3 separate regions of the Mus musculus genome follow, and regions 2 and 3 are each linked to region 1. A link is a contact called in public Hi-C and HiChIP or PLAC-seq data. All regions are on one chromosome and are shown on one strand. The core of a region is the stretch at or near the end of the contact, and the rest is flanking DNA. Distances in the headings are between cores, read along the strand shown. Region 1 holds the start of Sipa1l2 (signal-induced proliferation-associated 1 like 2). Region 2 has its middle 14 kb from the start of Gm39283. Region 3 overlaps Pcnx2 (pecanex homolog 2).

What was found. Hi-C and Micro-C count contacts between places; a contact is called where the count stands out from the background. HiChIP or PLAC-seq counts read pairs in DNA pulled down with a chosen protein or histone mark.
Region 2: an H3K27ac HiChIP or PLAC-seq map of embryonic stem cells shows a contact between it and region 1, with 15 read pairs. The contact joins the enhancer-like site here to the promoter of Sipa1l2 in region 1. A contact is called at or near these places in 16 of 39 promoter capture datasets (the C10 cell line, cranial neural crest, embryonic stem cells and 7 more), 4 of 15 datasets of contacts at CTCF or cohesin (the NIH/3T3 cell line, embryonic stem cells and pro-B cells), 86 of 484 Hi-C or Micro-C datasets (the AtT-20 cell line, B cells, the BV-2 cell line and 41 more), 10 of 115 datasets of contacts at active chromatin or transcription factors (bone marrow-derived macrophages, craniofacial prominence, embryonic stem cells and 3 more) and 5 of 9 other capture datasets (adipose tissue, embryonic stem cells, liver and 2 more).
Region 3: a Hi-C map of uterus shows a contact between it and region 1, with 4 times the contacts expected there. The contact joins the enhancer-like site here to the promoter of Sipa1l2 in region 1. A contact is called at or near these places in 2 of 15 datasets of contacts at CTCF or cohesin (the NIH/3T3 cell line and pro-B cells), 5 of 484 Hi-C or Micro-C datasets (CD4 T cells, nephron progenitors and uterus), 4 of 115 datasets of contacts at active chromatin or transcription factors (embryonic stem cells, extraembryonic endoderm stem cells and neural tube) and 3 of 9 other capture datasets (embryonic stem cells, liver and macrophages).

What each region holds. Positions count from the first base shown.
Region 1 is chr8:125,568,481-125,571,180 of GRCm38.p6, forward strand. Sipa1l2 (signal-induced proliferation-associated 1 like 2) reads right to left here and starts at 1,383. Exons shown (of 22, transcript NM_001357372.1): 1 at 1,175-1,383.
Region 2 is chr8:125,698,236-125,700,935 of GRCm38.p6, forward strand. No RefSeq gene overlaps it. Among named protein-coding and RNA genes, the nearest start is that of Gm39283, 14 kb to the left of the region's middle. Within about 2 kb of position 1,271, at least 15 of the 459 cell types and tissues checked have an H3K27ac peak or open chromatin away from gene starts, as enhancers often do. A contact at or near this core is called in the CH12 cell line, bone marrow-derived macrophages, embryonic stem cells and 2 more, where this site is marked.
Region 3 is chr8:125,778,465-125,781,164 of GRCm38.p6, forward strand. The region is part of intron 25 of Pcnx2 (pecanex homolog 2); the gene reads right to left. The region is part of intron 2 of Gm39284 (a long non-coding RNA gene); the gene reads left to right. Among named protein-coding and RNA genes, the nearest start is that of Gm39284, 5.6 kb to the left of the region's middle. Within about 2 kb of position 1,362, at least 1 of the 459 cell types and tissues checked has an H3K27ac peak or open chromatin away from gene starts, as enhancers often do. A contact at or near this core is called in uterus, where this site is marked.

The DNA of each region.
Region 1 (2,700 bases), core at 133-2,632:
CCCTCAGTATGACTCAGGCAGACGCACTCAGCTACAGATCTTCCTCAAATGCTGCCGGTCAACCCTTAGGCATGAACAGCCTCACACGCGCCCAAAACTGAAGATAGACTATTCTTCCCCCCTCCCAACCACCCTCCACCCCCTGCAATAGATCCCATTGCTGCCTGTTCCGGAAACCGCTCCAGCTAGCCATAAACAGCATGTCGAAATCTATGCAGCTCTTATCACCAAACCCACCCAAGAACTCCACATTCTCCAAAGACATCAAGACCTCCGCGATGCAGAGCCCAGTAACAAGCAGCTCGCTCATTCGTAGTCACCTCTGGTCGCTAGAGATCAAAGCCCACTTTCCATATTTGAAAAAAGAAATATAATAACCAGTTTAAGCCTTACAGGGGAGTACTATGTTTCAAATAAAGCAGCAGTTTGGGATAGTTTCTTCCTTTCATTCCAATTTGTAAGACGTTAAATAAATAAATAAATCCCAGCCTAGACTGCAGACGCAGGAAACTCAAGCGGGCAGCGGACTAAAATGCCTGTCATAAGAAAGCCATCTAGTGTTAAAGTTTAGAAGTGAAACCGCAGACAAAAGGAACATTTCTGGGACTATTTTGAAGTTACTGGGGAAAACCAATGAGAATAACCAAGACGCCCCGTTTTCTGCGGATGACTTGGGTTTTGGGGTGTTCTGCATTCTGCCTTTCCCCCTCGCTGTTTGGCCTTCTTTCTCAAAGCCATCCTTGCGCAGACCGAGGCAACTCCAAGCAGAACCCGAAGCGCCTAAGACCTGTTTTGACCAAAATCAGGTATCGCCCAGCCCCAATTCGTGAGGACGCACTTGCTGTCCGTTCGCCCGTGCTGACGTTGGCCCGGACTGAATTAATGTAGCCGAAGATGGTTAATGACGACAAACGTCTCCCCAAGGGGTGACGCCAAGTTGTCCTCGGCTTTCGCTCTCCGGGAGACGAGCCGAAATTGATTCTCGGGATTCTGCGACCAGGCTCAAATGAATGTGCCGGCGCTGCCGGTCGCTTCCCGACCGCGGTCCTCACCCGCGGAGACGCGAGCCCGCGCGTACAAAGGAGCGGGAGTCCCGGGGGAGCGGCCCGCAAGTTGCGCGCAGCCGGGCAGGTCCGGTCCCTGCGCCCTGCACCCCGCACCCCCCGGCACGCACCTCGGAGCCGCGGTCCTCTGGACCCCGCCAGGGCCGGCGCGCAGAAGCCAGGGCCTCGCCGCCCGCCGCCGTCCCGCGCTACCCATGGGCGCGCTCCCCGCGCGGCCGTTGCGCCCGCGGCTCGAGCTGTCGCCAGGCGCCGCGCTGCGTCCTCGGCCGCCCGGCTCCGTCTGCAGCCGGCTCCCGCCGCCGCCGCCCGCCCCGGCACCGCCCCCACGCGCTCCGCCCCCGCCTATTGGCCGGTGCCCCGAAAGACCCCACCCCGAGCGCGCCGCCCCCTCTCATTGGCCGGTGGCCGGACGGTCCCCGCCCCTAAAGCTCCGCCCACGCCCATTGGCCAACCGGACAGGCCCCGCCCCGAGCGCTCCGCCCACGCCCATTGGCGCGCCTCCTGGCCAGACTCGCCCCTCGCGGTCGGGCGCGCGCGAGCGCGAGCGTCCTCGGAGAGCGATTCTCCAGGTCGCGGCGAGCGCGAGGCCTCGGCTTACGGGGACAGGCGGCCGGCTTCGGAGTGCTCGCGAGCCCGGGTGCCCTCGGAACGACCGGTGCTCTCCGGGTGTGGACTCTCATTCGTACATGCTCGCACCATGTCCGGACCCTTGAGAGTCACCACGGCCTGGCGAAGCCCGAGGGACGGACTTGACGCAAAAGTGCAAGCTGTAGTCGCGCGGGCCGGGGAACCTGAGCCAGGAGCGATGCACGAGCGGGCCCACGCCTGCTCTCGGTGTTCCGGCCCTGTCTACCCCCTTTACCCCCAACCGCCGGGAGCCTCACCTGCGGCCGGCTGCAGAAGAGCGGCGTTGGGCTCTATTTTGAGATGCACGGGCAGGAGGAGTAAATAAGGCCGGAGCAGGTGGCAGAGCTGGCTCCACCTTACGTCCCCAGAGTCCTGAAATGGTTTGTTTGGGACTTTGAACTCCTCCCTGGAAGAGATAATGTTAATAATGTTATCTCTCCTTCCCTGTCGCAGTGCTTCCTACTACGAGCACACATCCTGGTGAAGTTTAAACAGTGGGTCCCCACCCAAGCTGCATTTCTCTGCGTGCACATTGTCCAATCTCTTATATATCATTTTAAATACAGGTGTAATGCGTAGGAATGGGCCTTGTAAAACATGCCAGCAACCTGTATATGACATTATGCTCCTGAGATTTCCAGGTTTTGAGGTCTTTCTGGATGGTCTCCCTATACCTACCGTTTGCAGAAGTTGTGTATGCATTCCACAAACATGAAGTCTGAGAAAAGTCCTGTGCTGCAGTGCTTTCTGGGAAACTTTTTACCAGACCCTGCTCTGTGCTTGGGGGTGAGGTGGGGGAGGGGGCAGATTAAACCGGGGCAGAGACTGTGGAATACAGCGCCAGAGAGGAAGGCAGGGCGTGGCTGCGGGCTCAGGTATCTTACAGAAACAAATATAAAATGCCTCTTTTGGCGAAGGTACGGAGATTGCTGGGGTTTCCAAGAAAAATACCAGCCATGAGGCATTCAACGGAGCTTGTCTAAAAGCCAGCGTGAGTCAGATTCCTCAG
Region 2 (2,700 bases), core at 21-2,520, 130 kb after region 1:
ATCCCAAACAAAGAAGGTAAAGTTAGTTTGTAGATGGAAGCACCCATGTTTGAAAGTGACATCTAATTGAGTGGCAGACAAAATGATGAACCAGAGAAAGATTTGACAAAATAGACTAATCCCAACTCTCACAAGAGGGGGGAGGGGGAAGCTACTTGAAGAGTTTTACCTGGACAGTTATAGAGAGACAGATTGCAGAGAGAGAACAAGCTGTACACAGGTGAAGACAAAATGAGCTAGAGAATGAGAAGGAGCCAGAAGATTAGAACAGATTGCCAGAGTTAGTTTGAGGCCAAGCAGAGCAAAAAGTCAGAGGCCAAGAGAGAAGCCAGATTGAATCTCTCACCTTGTCAAGGAGTTTGAGCCAGAATAGTGGAGTTGAACCAGTCAGACAGTGTTCAGAAAGAACTAGAAGGGGTGAGCTTATTCAGCATTAAGTCTCAGAAGTTGAAAGCATTCTGGGCCTAGATAAGATTGTATGAAGGCTAAAAGCTTCCAGGTCTAGGCCTAAGTTAGCAGAGGCAGTAAGCCCCTGAAATGACAATTTAAAAAGGTGAATAAAAGTTACTTTCCAAACAGGGAAATGCCATCCCCCATCCCCCGAAGTCTAGAATAAAAGTAACAGCCTGAATATTTGTTCAAGAGAAATGACTAACTCAAAACAGTGAGTGGGGCTGGAGAGCTGGCTCAGAGGCTAAGGGTGCTTATTGCTCTTGCAGAGGACCTGGGCTGGGTTCCCAGCACCACAAAGTGATTCACAACTATCTGCAACTCCAGAGATTTCACCGCCTTGCCCTGGCTTTCTTGGTCAGTAGGCACACATGTGGTGCATAGATGTACATGTAGACAGATAAAGGCACATAAAATTCAAATAATAACATTAAAAGTCGGGTTTGTAGTGGGGTGTTTACCCTTTCTTTAGACTCTCTTCAGAGCTCCATGGGCCACACATTTGAAGCAGGCAGTGGAAAGATCAGTGATGAGGGACAATGGTCTCCATCCAGTCTGACTCTCTGATTTTATTGGACTTAGATAAGATGCTAATACAACAGTTTCTCTCTTCTGAACTTGGGAGGCTGCATGGTTTTCCTGGTTTGGAGAACTGCAACCGTGGCTCTGTAAGACCTGAAGAGCCTTATGTCCTGGATGTCCCACTCACAGAAACACAGAGACGGAGATCAATGCACTAAGCAAGAGATTTATTGATCTGGCATGCCACACTGTCCTGCAATCTGGGCAGAGTCAACCCCAATCTCCTAAGCACACACTTTTTATATAGTTTAAGGGTAGGACTTGATAACAATAAGAGTTGGTTTAAGCCCATTGTTGGCCAGGGCAGACTTTTTGATTTCCCCCCTTTAGAAATGGTAATTAGCCTCTCCCTTCCGGATTGGCAATTGTTTCGTGACCTTCCTTAAGCAATATTAATGGCCATGGGTGAGGTGAGGTCTTAGTCACCAGAAGGGGGAACTGAAACATTCTTGGTCATTATCTGCACCTACCTTAAAGTAGGAGCTTTCTTGCAAAGCTTGTTTTGTCATTGCAGGAAGGGAGTGTTAGTCACAACCTTCTAGCGGAAGTCCCCAGCATGCTATTCTAGCAAGGTCTTTCAGTGGTCATCTTATGTTCTCTAAGGTCACACATTCCCACAGCTCCTCCTCATCCCCACAGCTCAGTCCCGGGTTTGGCTCACGTTGAGTGTAGGATAAACAGCTGATTTATTTGTGTCCATGTCATTGAATAGTTTCCCCCATTGTCTGCCCAGCAGCTTACACACCAACAAGCAGGGATGATTCCTGCTAACAATGTGGACTCTGCCTTTGTCATGAAGAGCTGTCAGTTCTATGAGGAAATTTCTTAGGCTCTGTCGTCAGGAAATGTGATTTTAAGAATTGTTGACTTTATCTATAATATCTTGATCAATATAGATTTGGCTCACTTCCCTAGGTCTCTGAATCAATTTAACAATGAGATGGAGAGCTTTAAAAGGCCCCAAGTATTTTCTAAATAAAAGACCTAAAGACAACAATGAAGAAAGACTATTCCTTCTTTAAAATAGTTGACTGTGTTAGAATACTTTAGTAATTCTGAAACTATTCACTATTATTTATAAATATTTATTGAGTGTAGAGTCTGCTCCAGGCCTCATGTGGAATGCCAGGACTATATCAATGATTAAAGTAAGTGTGGTTGTCTTTCCTCTTGGGAAGAGCCTACGACCGACCGCAAGGACAGAGAAAGGAGAAAGGGTCACTAGGGTTGACTCCCTCAGCCACTCTGCATAAGCAGACACACACACCCAACTCACCACTCTGCATAAGCAGACACACACACCCAACTCAGAGGACTTGCCTCAGGCAGAGTACAGACCAAAAGAAATACAGCCAAGATGTAAGTCCGTGGAAAAGGGGTCGTTGAGGGCAGCAGAAGAGAGAAAGCATGGGAGTCGTTTCCTAAATAAGGCTGTCCCTGAGCTGAGAAGTCTCACTGAATAGAGAGTACGTACACTATTCATATGGAAAAGCACTCTAGAGATGGGCACACTCCAGAGCTTGCAGAATGTCCTCTGAACCTTCCTGAGCACCCTCAGTTCAAGAAGGAAAGCTAACCAGCCGGAAGTGTCTGGGTATGTTTAGTTTGTAAGACAAAGATGGCCGAAGGGAGTACTGAGCGTGCTCAGTGTGGCTCATAAATAAGGCC
Region 3 (2,700 bases), core at 112-2,611, 210 kb after region 1:
GAAAGCACCCAGAGTCAACCTCTGGCCTCTACACACATGTGCAAACAACATACACACACACATCTCATACACATATGTGCAAACATACACATGAATGTCACCCACATGTGTTAATATACTCAAAATGTCATACACATGTGCAAACATACCACCGAATGTCATGTATGTATGCAAATATACCCATGGATGTCACACATGTGTGAAAACATACACATGAATGTCACACACATGTGCTAACATACCTACAATGTCATACACACGTGCAAACATACCCACGAATGTCAGCCATATGTGCAAACACACATGAATGTCATACATATGTGCAAACATACACATGAATGTCACACATGTGTACAAACATACACATGAATGTCACACACATGTGCTAACACATCCACAATGTCATACACATGTTCAAACATATCCACGAATGTCAGGCATATGTGCAAACACACATGAATGTCACACATATGTGCAAACATACACATGTCATAAATGTGTGCAAACGTACACACACAAATGTCATACACACATGTGCAAACATACGCATGTTATACACACAAACGTACACACACCTACACACAAATACATTTAAAAAGTGGAGTTGGAGGCTGGAGAGATAGCTCAGCGGTTAAGAGCCCTGACTGCTCTTCTGAAGATCCTGAGTTCAAATCCCAGCAACCACATGGTGGTTCACAACCACCCACAGTGAGATCTGGTGCCCTTGTCTGGTGTGTCTGAAAACTTCTACAGTGTACTTACATATAATAAATAAAATCTAAAAAATAAATAAATAAATAAAAATAAATAAAAAGTGGAGTTAATCAAAGCTTCCGTGCACACCAGGCAGCCTGATGCACGATGAATGCTGAAATGCGTAAGTCTGTAATCATCGCGGAGAGAAAGTCCTCCCTGCACTCACTCCACTTCTAGGCCAGAAGAGCAGGGGAACCGACTGGACTCTGAGGAGGAGGCCTTCCTAGGTCATGGGTCATTCCAAACTGCCTCCTCCTCACAGGGCTTTCCTGAGTGCAGGACTCCAAGGTGGTGGGGACTCTGCTAGCGCTGAGGGACACACCCTGTCCACCTAGACCTGCCAAACACACCAGCAAGCCTTAGGCTTCCCTACTCAGAAAGGAAGGAAATTATGTGTGCGAGCGTCCACTGGAGACAACATTCTGTTTTTATGGATGAAGTCTGGGACCCAGGGAGTTAGAAGACCCCTCAAGCTATCCAGACATAAACCATAAAGCCATGATGAAGGGTCAACTGTTGCCAAGACGAAGAGAATTCTACAGAGTTTTAATATTAGTGGGAGGGCTGTGTGTGGATCTCCAGCTAAGATAAAACTTTGAGTTGGATCAGCTGTGAGTGAGATTAGGCTACAGGGCTAGTTTCACACGTCCCCACGGGCCAGTGATTATGGGGTCAGCCAAACCGTGAGAAGGCTGATAACATCTCCCACAGACAGGAGCGTAAATCTTGCTTTTAGTTGTTTTCTAGCTCCAACGGGAATGGGTCGCTACATCCCTACTGTACCTTCAGTGTCCCTTCTGCAAGGCTCACCAAGATGCTGAGCAGAGAGAACGGCCTGCAGGGTGGGACCACATTAAAATCTGAAGGGAGTCTGAGAAAATGAGATTTAAAATTTTAATAACAAATAGACTTGAAAAATGTTTAGACAATCCTTACCTCAGTCTTTCCTTATTTAACCCCCTCCCTCCCTCCCTCCTCCTTCTCTCCATTCTCCTCCCCTCCCTCCTTTTTCTCTTCTGTCTTCCTTTCCCTCCCTCCTCCTTTCCCCCTCCATTCCCCTCCCTCTTCCTCCTCCCCTCTCTCCTTCTTGTCTTTTGTCCTCCTTCCCCTCCCTCCTCCCCTCCTTCATCTCCCTTCCTCATCTCCCTCCTTCCCTCCGTCCTTCCCTCCCTCCTCCCCTCCTTCCCCCTCCTCCCCTCCTTCATGTCCCTTCCTCCTCTCCCTCCTTCTCTCCCTCTTTTCCCCTCCTTCCCTTCCCTCCTCTCCCTTCTCTTCCTCTCTCCTTCCTTTTTCCTTTCTTCCCTCTCCTCCTCTTCCACCATCCCATCCCCCCCTCACCTCCCTTTTCCATTTCTATTTCCTTCCCTCCCTCGTTTCCTCTCATCTTCTGCTGCCCTCCCCTTTCTATTCACAGTAACAACCCTAAATGTGCTTATCAAAACTTGCCTCCTTCTCAGTAGCAGCCCAGAGCACCCTGTCTCCTCTAGTACATCAACTCCAGTGGTCACCACCCCCTTCAGGGCAAACAGATCCCCAGTGCAGTCCTGGGATCCTGTTTCCTCTTCCCCCATTTGTTTGCTTTGCTCCTTTCTTAGCCTGGCCAAGCACCGTAACCTCTGTAACACCCTTGAACATGTAAGGACTTGGAGCTTCCTGTCCTCGGCTTACTTTTCCTTTGGTTATTCCCATCCTGCCTTCCATGCTCACACTTAGAATGCCAGTGTGGCTTAGGGGAAACCATACTGTAGTCTTCACATGCCCCTTTAAAGTTGTCACCCATAGACTCAGTAAGCTTTCATGCATTCCAACATTTGTACCCGATTCCCCACTCAGCCCATTCATCTGGTGTCAAGTCCCAGGACAGTGGAGGGCTGGTGCCTGCCTGATACCAGTGACAGATTAGTGCCATCCCACACCAACAGTGACAGGCTAGTGCCATCCCAC